Regions from separate parts of the Zea mays genome. Here region 1 is linked to region 2. Evidence: chromatin contacts called from public Hi-C data. All regions are on one chromosome and are shown on one strand. Each heading gives the region's core, a stretch centred on a gene start, on an enhancer-like site or on the middle of the called end of the contact. The rest is flanking DNA. Distances are from core to core; before and after follow the strand shown. Region 1 holds the start of LOC542705 (beta tubulin 7). Region 2 overlaps LOC103640198.

What was found. A called contact is a pair of places that touch in the nucleus more often than the background predicts.
Region 1: a contact with region 2 is called in a Hi-C map of ear, with 2.6 times the contacts expected there. The contact joins the promoter of LOC542705 here to the enhancer-like site in region 2. A contact is called at or near these places in 4 of 25 Hi-C or Micro-C datasets (ear, leaf and tassel) and 1 of 3 datasets of contacts at active chromatin or transcription factors (leaf).

What each region holds. Positions count from the first base shown.
Region 1 is chr9:116,327,946-116,334,684 of Zm-B73-REFERENCE-NAM-5.0, forward strand. LOC542705 (beta tubulin 7) reads right to left here and starts at 5,216. Exons shown (of 3, transcript NM_001112218.1): 1 at 4,814-5,216; 2 at 4,253-4,522; 3 at 2,102-3,011. The coding sequence starts at 5,207. The coding sequence ends at 2,338.
Region 2 is chr9:116,132,268-116,138,985 of Zm-B73-REFERENCE-NAM-5.0, forward strand. It overlaps LOC103640198, which reads left to right. Exons shown (of 2, transcript XM_035962845.1): 2 at 762-1,130. The coding sequence ends at 1,061. Among protein-coding and RNA genes, the nearest start is that of LOC103640198, 4.5 kb to the left of the region's middle. Within about 2 kb of position 5,069, at least 16 of the 20 cell types and tissues checked have an H3K27ac peak or open chromatin away from gene starts, as enhancers often do. A contact at or near this core is called in ear, leaf and tassel, where this site is marked.

The DNA.
Region 1 (6,739 bases), core at 3,966-6,465, 200 kb after region 2:
CGACCTCCCCCAGTCAGCTGCCTGTGGTGGGTTTGTTTACGTTGGCTAACGTTTCGATTCTGTGTACTTTGATTTATATTATGTAAATGACTCTAGTCTTTAATATTATTACTTACTCTTTATTGTTATTCGAGGCATTGTGCTATGATGAGTCATTTATGTAATCGCTATGTACGTGAGTTCTGATCCTGGCACGTACATGGTTCGCATTCGGTTTACCCTCAAAACCGGATGTGACACTCACCCACCAACAAATCCCAACAACACCCGAAACACAAGAACTCGATGGTTCTTCACAAGATCACAAAGAGAGGTGAAATGAAGAACCCAAGAGCAAAAAACTCCAAAAAATCAGCAATGGCACAAACTGAAATGAAGCCAACCGAAACTTGTGGGCCAGTCCGGTGATCCTTCCTCAAATAAAACAATACAACTCGCAAGCACAGTCGATAGATAAAATCGCTGCGGATCTCCTGGCACAAGAGGTAACTAACTAGAGAGAAAAACTAGGAGTTCTAAATAAGAGAGACTAAACAAATGGCAATCAAAAGATGTTGAACTAACCAACCCTCCCCTCTATTTATAGAGGATTATTTCTATTTCCTAGTCTACCCCTATTTACATAAAGACTATCCACTCTACCGAGGCAAAATAGACCAACTCTTTGAGTTTTCATCTGACGACCACGCTCTTTACACGGAGTTGCTTCGCCTTGACGCACCCTCCGTGATCATGCCACATGCCGCCTCCAGTTCCCGCTGGAACTGCCACCACCAGGTTTTGAGGCCAAACCTAGTCGAAAAACCCGTCGTCCGTAGTGCTAGGTGGTTTTGAGGCTCAACCACCAAACCGCCGTAAGTATCGCACTACGTGCACGTCCCACACATCCTGGACACGTGTCCCGCTTGTCTTCGACCACGTTGGCAACATGACCCGCTCCGCCACGTCCTCGTGCGAATGTGTGTCCCAGGTGTCAACCACCACGGCTAGTCATCCGGCTGCTCCGGTCCATTAGCCAAGACCCAGCACTCATCACTGCTCCGGGTCCTTTAGCACGAGCCTGCATGATCTTTACCTCATCCGTCGACCATCGTCCCTGTGCTCCACACCTGTACACCATAAGTCGACCGATATAGTTGCAGTGGTAGACCTAGGGGTGTTTTGGATAGGCCTTCGACTACCCTACAATTTGGTCTAAAAACAAACTACTCTTTAGCATTTAAGCCAAAAGAAATAAATATATGTAACTGACAACCTAATTTGATGAATTAAATGCTTCATATGACATTTTGTAATTTTTTAATCATGTATCTAACAGATAGAATTTAGATATATGTGGTACCGTATTATATATGATATTACATGTCAACTTTGTTTTATTCTCGACTACCCTAGCTTTAAATCATGGGTCCGTCACTGTATGGTTGCACATACATAATCTCACGTCTTGGTCAGTCTATATCTTGACCGAGACGCTACGCATTGACAATCACTTATCATCAATCTAAATCAAAGGGATAAGTTGTCAACTCTTTTTTATCTTAGACTATCCTAACTGTAAATCATAGGTCCGTCACTGTATGGTTGCATATACATAATCTCACGCCTTGTTCGGTCCGTGACTCGACCCGAGACTAACCATTGACAATCACTTATCATCAATTCTAATCACAAAATACAAGTCAATCTTGTTTTCGCTGAAAACAGTCCAATTGCTCTCGGCAACTTATCCGGAACCTTATGCTTAATGGAACTGAGAAACGAAAGAAAAAAACGGTTCCCGGAACGGTAGCTGGCAGGTCACGGCAGCGGTCTGCTGGCCAGCCATGCCCAGCGGGATTCGGGCAACCAATCAGGGAGCCACCAGCGCCCAATTTCTCCTTCCAGTTCCAAGCATGGCAACCAGGCAAAGTTTGAGGGCATGCGGCCTTCTGACCTCCTGGGATTTGGTCGAAAAGTTTCGACTGGTCTGTCTTGAGGACCAACTGATGGTAGCACTATATATTATTTGGCATGTTCTAGCTGCAAAACTAATATATCATCGAAGATATTGTATCTGCCGATCCACCATCGTCTAATACAGTTACCACATAAATCACTTGAACTGCAGCATAAAATATAGCAACAATCAGTCAAGCTACCTCGCCTCATGGTAATATAACATCTTGAACAACCATAATACAAAATGAAATGCAGTTCTGTCACGACAACATCGCATTCATAAGCAATACCACCCATCTAGTACCTAGCAAGCATCACCACACGAACCTCAAACTGACGAGTACTAACAGCGATACAAGGAATATCATATCTGTACCAAGCACTGCGGAGAATGACTTAGGTCTCTTCCTCTTCTTCCTCCTCCTCCTCGTACTCCTCATCCTCGGCAGTGGCATCCTGGTACTGCTGATACTCGGCCACCAGGTCGTTCATGTTACTCTCTGCCTCGGTGAACTCCATCTCATCCATACCCTCGCCTGTGTACCAGTGCAAGAAAGCCTTCCTCCTGAACATGGCCGTGAACTGCTCGCTGACGCGGCGGAACATCTCTTGGATGGAGGTTGAGTTGCCAACGAATGTGGAGGACATCTTCAGGCCAATTGGTGGAATGTCACACACACTCGACTTCACGTTGTTGGGGATCCACTCCACGAAGTAGGAAGAGTTCTTGTTCTGCACGTTCAGCATCTGTTCATCCACTTCCTTGGTGCTCATCTTCCCACGGAACATAGCAGATGCCGTGAGGTAGCGGCCATGACGAGGGTCAGCAGCACACATCATGTTCTTGGAGTCCCACATCTGCTGGGTCAGCTCTGGCACGGTGAGAGCGCGGTACTGCTGGGAGCCCCGCGAGGTCAGTGGAGCAAATCCAACCATGAAGAAGTGCAGACGTGGGAAGGGGATCAGGTTCACTGCAAGCTTCCGGAGGTCAGAATTCAGCTGACCAGGGAAGCGAAGGCAGCACGTAACACCACTCATGGTTGCAGAGATAAGGTGGTTGAGATCACCAACTGCACACACAAAAAAAATGTTAACAGGCATCCTTATGTCTGTACAAAAAAAATGTTAACAGGCATATTACTCCAGGCCTTTAATACAAGTAATATCAATTAGAACACTGCCAGGTATGAGGCAAAAATATCTGGCCCCTTCAATATTACATACAAATTGAACGGTTTATTAGCTCAATGAACACATGTATAGCAAATAAACTATGAAACATATGCTGGAAATATACAAGAGTTCAAGACAAGCAGATAATAATGCATTTGCTACATAAGCATAAAAAAAATATATTCAAAGTGTTCAAGGCAAAAAGAAATGAGTGTTATGCATATCATAACACTTCTTACTGAGTGTTTACAAATTACATGTATAACAAAAGCAGAATGGTAAACGTACTGGAAATATACAAGATAGGTAATGTTGGCCACACTTCAGCAAATGTATCAATAAACATGTTTCCACACATAATGAACAACTATTTTCCTTATGCTGCATTCCAGACAAAAACAAATGAGTGCTATGCATGTCATGACACTTCCTGGGTTACAACCCATATGTTTATTGTTAACAGGTTTTTAAGCATCATTTTGTAGCTGATCATTTACATGTATATGACAAACAAATGGGAAATGCGTACTGGAGACATACAAGATAGAATATGTGCCAGACTAAGACATCATATAGTCAATAAACATATTAGCAAAACAGAGTGAATAACTAGTCTGCTTACGCTGCATTCCAGACAAAAAGAAATGAGTGCTATGCATATCAAAACACCTCCTGGGGTTACAACCCATATGTCTATTATTAACATGTTTTTCAGCATCATGTGGCTGATCATTTACATGTATATAACAGACAGAATGGAAAAAATGTGTAATGGCAACATACAAGATAGAATGTATGTGCTAGAGTATGACAGCAAATAGTCAATAAACATGTTAGCAAATCACAGTGAACAAACTAGTCTGCTTGTGCTGCATTCCAGACAAAAAGAAATGAGCGTTTGCATATCATAACGCTTCCGTGAGTTATGACCCACACATAGTTATAACAATAAATAATATTGGCGCAAAGCATAAACAGATAAAACACTGCATCATCAATTTGCAACATACATGCAAACATGTTATTATACTGTAAACTAGATAATGCCAAATAAATCAACAACAGAAACTGATAGGAATAGGATACAGATGCAAAAATGGAAAGCGTAACGCCAAGCAAAAGAGCAATCAGCACTTACAGGTTGGTGTGGCAAGCTTGAGCGTGCGGAAGCAGATGTCATAGAGAGCCTCGTTGTCGAGCACCATGCACTCGTCTGCGTTCTCAACGAGCTGGTGAACGGAGAGCGTGGCGTTGTAGGGCTCCACAACAGTATCAGACACCTTGGGCGACGGGAAGACAGAGAATGTCAACATCATCCGGTCCGGGTACTCCTCCCTGATCTTGGAGATGAGCAGGGTGCCCATTCCTGAACCAGTACCTCCTCCCAGCGAGTGGCAGACCTGGAACCCTGCAGTATAAGGGAGAAAATGCATCATACTCGAACACTAAAGGCTGTCAAGCGTCTAGCGCAGCAATCGCTGAGAGGTACGAGAACTCTACGACAATGATGACAAAAAAAAGTAACAGCGCAATTCGTCGAGAAATGTCACGAATCGCTTAGATCTAGGTGAAATTGTTCAGATCTGCAGGCTCAGCGCAAGCGCAATGGCGCATAAACCCTAGATCCAGAAGGGCTCGTGTCTCCATAACCCCGGAAAACATCGGATCAGGTGGGATAGATCAGACAGACAATACATACCTTGGAGGCAGTCGCAGTTCTCGGCCTCCTTGCGCACGACGTCGAGCACGGAGTCGATGAGCTCGGCGCCCTCGGTGTAGTGGCCCTTGGCCCAGTTGTTGCCGGCGCCGGACTGGCCGAAGACGAAATTGTCGGGGCGGAAGATCTGGCCGAAGGGGCCCGAGCGCACGGAGTCCATGGTGCCTGGCTCGAGGTCCATGAGGACGGCGCGCGGGACGAAGCGGCCGCCGCTGGCCTCGTTGTAGTAGACGTTGATGCGCTCGAGCTGGAGGTCGGAGTCGCCGGCGTACTTGCCGGTGTGGTCGATGCCGTGCTCGTCGCATATCACCTCCCAGAACTTGGCCCCGATCTGGTTACCGCACTGCCCGCCCTGGATGTGGAGGATCTCTCTCATGGCGACTGGTTGGCGAAGGCTAGGATTCCGGCGAGGCGGTGGGTTTTGGGGGAGCGCGGAGGCAGCGGACTGGCTGAGTGTGTGTGACGACTGAGGAGGGAGGGGAGAGAGAGGTGGGAAGAGAGTGAGCCTTTATCGGAAGAAGGCTCTGTGTGCTGGGGCCATTTTCGTGCGGGGCGCGTTTTACGGACACGTCCCTGTAGAAAGCCCGAATTTCCTTTGCGCGAACATAAGGGCTTGTTCGAATCATGAGGGCTCGTTCGTTTTGGAGTGGATTGAGGGGGATTGGATTTAATCCCCTCCAATCCCCCTCAATCCACTCCAAAACGACCGTCCAATCCCCCTCAATCCACTCCAAAACGAACAAGCCCTAAAGTGGTTGAAGCTATCCCAGCAGTTCGTCAGCATCTCCACTATCTAAAATTAATTTAGAGTGCTAGTAACCAAAAAATATGCTCCAACGTTTCTTAAATAAGATTTCTAAATATACCGACTTTTTAAATATTTCTATTTATATGTCATGTATCATGTGTGCTTACGTGGCATATCATTTAATAAAAATAAAATTTTTAATGAAACTCTGACTAAGAATCGCTAGCCTAATACATTTAATTAATGTTTTTAACAACGCTTTAAGAAACTAAAATTGCAAAGGACAGAGGTAGTAGGTACTATCTTATCTGTAGGATATTTTTCTCGCACCACCACCAGTACTTCGACGTAAACAAACGTCCTATAGCCACTATGTCATGTATGCCCTATGGGCTTCACCAAAGGGCGCCAGCGGTGTCTTTCCCCTGCAGTGCAAAACCAAGGAACACTCTGAAGCTTTTTTTTCTCGTGAAAGGAGGGGGGAAAAGATGTGTCGCCGACGATTGGATGGCGATGCGCCAGCGACCGTACGGTTGGAAAAAGGTGCAAGGCGCGCCACTAGTGGCATGGCATCACGATCCACATGAACCGATCACAGATGAGCGAGGCCAAGGCCGAACGAAGCACACGCGGGGGCCGCCCCAGCGGGGCGCATCACGTGTCCCCGTGAAAGCGGGCGGGCGGGGACCACGGTTTACAAAACCGTTTCATATATAAAAACCGCTACCCACCGGTAACGGTTTACCAACGGTAAACCGGTAAAAACCGGTAAAAACCGACCGGTTTGACCAATTCAAATTAATTTGAATTCGAATCGGTTTACCGACGAAAAACCGGTGAAAAACCGCTCTAAACCGCCGGTTAACCGCGAAACGAACCGGTTTTTGCTGTTTTTTACAGAAAATGAAAAATTTTGACAAGTTTTTTTTGTAGTTTTCTCAATTCATATTGCATAGTAAATATTAATTGATCTACACGACATGTGTTCACCAAAATAACATATAACATACATATGCAACCATAAACTCCAGTTCTCATGCAACAAACAACCAACGAACTTTGCAATACTCAAATACAAGTTATTTTACAACTCTCCAAGGTGGCAACGATACATAGGTCGACTTTTTTCACAATACTCACATGTTTATCTCGAATCATAG
Region 2 (6,718 bases), core at 3,819-6,318:
TACATTCACCAATTGATAAAAAATATGAAGTAAATAAGGAAAAACAAGTTTGTTGTTCGTTTATAAAATAAAATGACAATATGCACTAGGTTTGGTCGGGTTTAAAAAACCCACGGGTTCACGGGTTTGGGTACTATAGGAACAAACCCGTACCCATAAACCCGCTGGGTACAGATTTATGCCCGTTAACAAACCCATGGGTATGAAAATTGACCCAAACCCGTACCCTAATGGGGTAAAAACCCATCGGGTTTCGGGTTTCGGGTACCCATTGCCATCTCTACACCTACCTGGACCTCAGTCGAAATAACCATTAATAGCCGAATACTCAACTACCTGAACCTGTCCCGGAACCACCTTGGTGGAGAAATATCGGCAACCATTGCTGCAATGCAGAGCCTTACGACCATAGACTTCTCCTACAATAACCTGTCTGGGCTCGTGCTAGCGACTGGGCCATGATGCACACACCTACGATGGCATGTCCAATACCTTCAAGTTGCTAATTGTCCTTGGCTTGCTTGTCTGCTCCATTGCGTTTGTTGCATGGCAATCTTGAAGGCCCGATTACTAAAGAAGGCCAGCGAGGCACACAGTTGGAGACTCACTGCGTTCCAGCGCCTAAACAGTCTGAAGGAGGAGAGGAGCTAGGATTGTGTACAAGATGACGACAATGCTGGATGGTGAGCATGTTGCAGACTTGCAGTGAAGCGGCTTTCGTCGATGAGTCGTGGCTCGTCGCATGACCATGGGTTCTCTGCAGAGAAACAAACTCTTGGGAGGATCCGGTGGTAGCGCATCTTCACGCCCGACCAGTGCTCACGGCTGTGCTGCCGCTCTACGTTGCCATGATGCTGGACCGTGAGCCAGCCGTGGGCCGCGCGGCGGAGGCTCGGCTCCGCGCCGCGGAGGCAGAGCTGGAGCGCGCCCGCCGCCGCGGCGCGGATCTGGAGGAGCGGCTCCGGCAGCTGGCCGGGGAGGGCCAGGCGTGGCTGGGAGTCGCCAGGAGCCACGAGGCCGTCGCCGCTGGCCTCCGCGCCACGCTCGACAAGGTGCTCTAGCAGCCCGCCGTCGCCGCCGTCGGCGGAGGAGAATGCGGCGTGGCGGAGGACGCGCAGTCCTGCTGCTTCGTGGCATCCCCGTCGGGGCTCGTCGCCGGCGACGCGGTGTCGACGGGTTCGTCGCCGTCGTGCAAGGTCTGCGGCGTCGTTTTGCTCATCATCATCGCATGCGGAAGCGACGACCGCGAGGTGGGCCTGCTCGAGCGCTCCCATGGCGGTAGATGCACCCATCTCAGAAACGAGATTAGATCTCGATTGATCCCTTGGCGACTTCGCGAGCCAGTCAGCAGCTTGGGGAGGAGAGAGAGAGTGCGTAGAGGAGAGATGGGGGAGAGGAGATGGATCCCCGACATCACGGAGGCGCGCAGCGTGGGGGGAGCAGGGGTGGGGAGGGGGCTAGGGGATGGGGGGTTGCAGATCCCCGGCATCACGGACGCGCGCAGCGTGGGGGAGCAGGGGCGGGGGCTGGACGTATAGATGGCCAAAAAGCACGAGGCCCGTGAGCCCGGCACGAAGCCCGCTTTTTGGGCCCGGTCCGAACCCGGCACGGTAGAATAAGCGGGCGGGCTTGGACAGGAAACTAGGCACGGCGGGCTAGCCCGGCACGGCCCGTTTACCTTTAAGCCCGTTAAGCCCGATTTTTTTACACTAAAACGTGCTTACCGGCCCGTTTAGCCCGCTTTTTGGCCCGTTTTTTCGTGCTAAACGGGCCGGCCCGGCCCGTTTAGGCCCGCTGCGGGCCGGGCTTGGACATAAAATTAAGCCCGCTGGTACAGCAGGCCCGGCCCGGTTTTTGGCCGGGCTTCACCGGGCCCGGGCCGGGCCGGGCCGGGCGGCCCGTTTGGCCATCTCTAGCTGGACGGCAGCTATTGCGCAGGGGTTTGCGGCGTGCTGCCGTGCGGTGCGGGAGGCCGTTGCTGGACGGGAGCGGGGCAGTCTACAAATGGCTCTTAATAGTTGTAGAGATATATATAATAATGATATAATGCATGCAATGCAACTTGGCCATCATCCTCCCAATCCCGTCCGCGCGTATAGGCTGGCCGGTGGCGCGTAGCCAGCTCGCCGTGGCAGTTACGCGCCGCGTACGTACGGCGGTAACAGTGTACACGGTCCTCGCCCATGCAGCGCACAGCCCCACCGCCCACCGGCAGCAGGTTTGCTCTTTGGGTTGGGGGCGTACGGAGCAGGTGCGCATGCCGAGCCGGGCACATGCGAGGACCCTGACCTGACCTGACCTGTCACGGCGTGCCCCACCGTACGCCCCTCCTGCCTGCCTATAAAATAAACATTAAAAAATACGATTCAGGGAGGATCGCACTCGCTGCAGGCCGCACAACTGTCAAGTACGGTACGGGAACATGACGGACGTACGCGCGGTGCCAAGGCAACTGCCGAGACCATCGTGTCCAGCGGTGGCGCGCCCATGCGGCCATGCCGTACAGTCCGGAATCACGGGCCGCCGTCCTTTGGTGGAGTTTAATAATTTCGCTAGTTTATTTTTAGTTCCTAGAAACCAAATACTCTCCTGCCGCCATCTCCGTCACTGGTTCGGTTTCGTTGCCTTTCCAATAACAAGTTGAGTGGTGAACAGAAAGATTTTTTTTTAAAAAAAAATTATCTCTTTTTCTTTGTTAACACTATCAGCTAGTAATATATTTTCTTCTTTCTCGGTTGTGGCCCATATTTTGCAATAACCTATCTTGTTCCCCTTACTTTCTCCTTCAATGAAAATAACGGTAATTTTATTCATTCCAGCTATATACGCTTTTCCTACGTAAGTTTATGCATTCTGTCCAGGATTACCCCCAAGATATTTTTGACGCTTTTGGCAAAGAAACATGCATGAGTGCTGTCAAAAAGGTTTCTAAATATATGCACAGGGTAAATCTTATGCCACCAGTAGTATTAGTAGATAAAGGCATATACATGCTTGCTAAGATTTTATTCATTCGACTATGCACGATCACATGTTAAATATGAAGCGAACCGAATTGTGAGTGTGAAAATTTGCATATGGTGCTAAAAGTTAGTAACATAAAAGTGTACCGTATATGCTTGAGAGTCACTGGATAATAGGTAGCAGAAATGAAGCCATCGGTCGGCATGTTTGTAGATATGAGCTCACACATATTAATTAGTTACTTGATGCCGACTAATAACAAGAATAATGATCAACCTGTAATCTATTAAAATTTTGGTCGTAAAATGATGTTTGATAGTAATTAATTGAACTCATATAATGGTGTTTATCGGAATATGAATTGGTCGGACTACTAGTTCACAAGAATTCATAGACATATATTATTATATGATGTTAGTACTGTACTACTGTGACGATTTTTATTTGGAATATGTAAATTATTGTTGCATAGTCTTTTTTTTGTAATCAGATGCATAAACAAAATATTTTAGGCCAGACTAGTCGATACATTACGCTCATAAAAAAATCTAGCAATGTCAACATATACATTATTTCTGTCTACATACTTACCTTAGAATGAAATCCATATCGTTGTGTGAATCCTTGTCGACAATCTCCCCGCAGTAACAGTAATTAATTAATGATCATAGAGGTCCTGAGAACTTCGTTGTTCAGTGAAGATCGTTATAAACTGGGTTGACGCCGAGATGGGTGAAGCTAGATCTCAAGGATCAGACACCAACGAGGGCTGAGGTCACCATGGATCAAAGAATGTAGCTGGTAACCAACGTTTTTTTTTTTGTGTGTGTGTGTGTGTGTGTGGCGAAGAACGACGAACGACGAGATTATATTTACGAGGAAATTAAACCACCGTACCAGATGATAAGAAATCGCCTGGAAGAGACCCCGTCGTCAGGTAAGGATGTTGCCGGGTTGCCCTATAGGTCGGTCGTCAAGTCTAGGACGCTATATCCTTGGTCATCGGATCAATAGATGGTTGGAAAAAAAGGAATAAAGAAAACTGATTAAACGTACGTCGATCGTGTGTTTTGGATACCTCAGTCAGTAAGACATAGGTCACCATTGTATAACGAGTAAGCTAGGAAGGTCATGTCTGTTATAGACCTCTTGAAATTAACATGAGTCGATCCAACTCAAAATGCCAGCATAGCCAAGCTAGCAATAATCAGTGTGCCATACCATAGGTCGTCCTTTGCTGCGTGAAGGACGAGGAGGATCATGAGCTGACGCGGAACGCAGGCAGCTGCAGCTCTGCCAATCATGCGTTTGAATGCAGCGAAGGACGACGACGACGCCAGGCAGCCGCCACAGCTTTGGAGCCGGAGGAGAGCTCCATCTCCGGCCTAATTTGGGTACTCTAGTATTAACCTCAATCCACTTGTATTGAGATAGATTGGGGTGTAACTTAAACTAATTTACACCCCAATCCACCTCAACACATGTGGATTGAGGTCAATACTAGAGTACCCAAACAAAGCCTCCGTGGGAACACGCTCCAAGAGAGTAGACGCGGGACGGGGGAGCAATTACTTCATTACTGAGACCCTCTTGGGTGCCGTTTGGTTCACGAAATGTAACGTAAATGGTAATGGTAACGACTCACACTCGAATACCGGTGGTAACAAATTTGAATAAGGATGTATCCATTTGTAGTGTGGTATGGACTTAAACAAACATGATCTAACATTATTTGTTATCCATTACGTTACCAATATGTGAACCAAACAACACCTTGATTCTTCCTGAATCAAAGCTAGAGAATGTGGCGGCGGAGGGGAGCGGCTGCACATGGCCAAGTGCAGCGCTCTTTTCTCCTGCCAGCGACGCACTTCTTTTTGGCATGCGCAAAAACAGGGGAGGGGGGTTGCAGGAATGTGGTCTTCGGTCACTAATGTGTACTACCAAATGTTTTGCTTTTTTTTTTTTGGTTTCGTGTGAAAGACTGAAAGAGACGAATGTTCCGTTTGGTGGCTGGTCAGTTCGACGTTCCATATATAGGAATGCAGTCTCGTTTGTAGGTTCGCCCTTGCACTTGGGCCTTGGGGATTGAACAGCAATGGGCCTACGCGCCCACTGATCGGTTGGTGGGTCAAATGGGCTTGGGCCGGTTTACCTCTGGGTCTCTGCTGGTTTTGCTTGTCCTTGCATTGATTGTGAATGTCCAAAAAAAAAGAACAAAAAACTACAAAGTGGGGATTGCTGCGAATCTGGAAAGAAGGCTGCTTATCTGGAACCGTGCAAAAGATGGTACCAGATACAAGGTACGGAGCCAGTGAATTTGCACGAGTTCGGCGTTGCAAATGTCAAATACGAAGTGTGCGAGCTATTCCATGACTGCAGGCAGGGATGATGAGCAAACGAATTTCGCTCTCAAGCCCTGCCCTACCGAGCACCAGGCTAGTAGAGGCAGTGTCACACACCGCATGCACCCACATGCCACTGTAATATATATATATATATTACTCCGTGCCTTGGATTCGAAGACACACGTACGGCGAAGAAGAGAAACGTGCGGCGGCCGGTTCGTCTAGTGGTATACTCGAGTGCTCGCTCTATCACGAGCCACTACTCCAGCTCCAGCTAGTACGTGCGTACGTAGAAAGTCCTGTCGCCGTCCGAAACGAAAAGGCTCTCGTGATGTGACGATGGACTCATGTCCTACTTAATTGAGTACTCTCTCGTTGTATAAATATTGTTTAGCTAGCTAATCAGTCAGTTGATGCATGGCACTCCTACATGCATGCATGTGAGATGAGATGATCTGAGATGGAGGAAACGGAAATAATCCTCTCCGGCCCCAACTAAACAAACCAAACAAGTTGACGACGTGCAGCTCCAAAGTCTTGCCACTAGTTCCGCGCGCGCGCGCGCCTCCTTTTCAAAGCGGCCAGTGAAGTTTGAAAGAAAGCCACACAATTGCGCGACCGATTTTCCTGACCGACCGCGCTTGCTTGCGGCAGCTAGACCAACGGGCCGGCGTGTACGTAGACTGCTTGCGGCCATCGGGACCGTCGCCCATTTTCCACGAAGCTACTACATGACCGACCATGGATATAGATATGGGTTTGCCTCGATGGGGAATGCTGTGCCTGTGCCGTAGGTAGGAGAGGGAGGAGACCCTTGGATTTTTCACCGCCGCGCCGGCCCCGGCAGTCAACTGCTAGTCTACTAGCAGATGAGCGTGAAACGCGAATGCATGGGATGCGTGCGTGTATCCATATATGTCTATGTAGTGCTAGAAATATAGATCGGTTTTTTTTTAACCAGCACAAGTACGATCTAAAAAATAGGAGTCAAAGTACGGTATGACATGAAAATAATATGAATCGAGCTAGTACGGTCTGAAGACGGGTCTTAACGGGACCTTAAATTTCGACTTGTTGACCTCCCAGGCACGGCCCACATAGGACCGAGCTTAAGCCGACACTGTCCAATGAAGTCTAAGTTGTTTAATTTCTTAAATTTGGTAAGTTATCGACTTTATATTGTTGTGATATTTGAAGTTTATGTGGTCAAATGATACTAGAATTGTTTAATATCTTTAATTTAGTAAGATATGAATTTTATATGGTTGTAATATTTTAATTTTATGTTGTCAAATATATGGTCCAGATTTGGATCGATACAGTCCAACGAAGCCACAACGAGGTTTAGGATCGAGCTGGACCACTTTTGTACAGTTTGGACTGACACGACACAGCCTAAAAGTTTT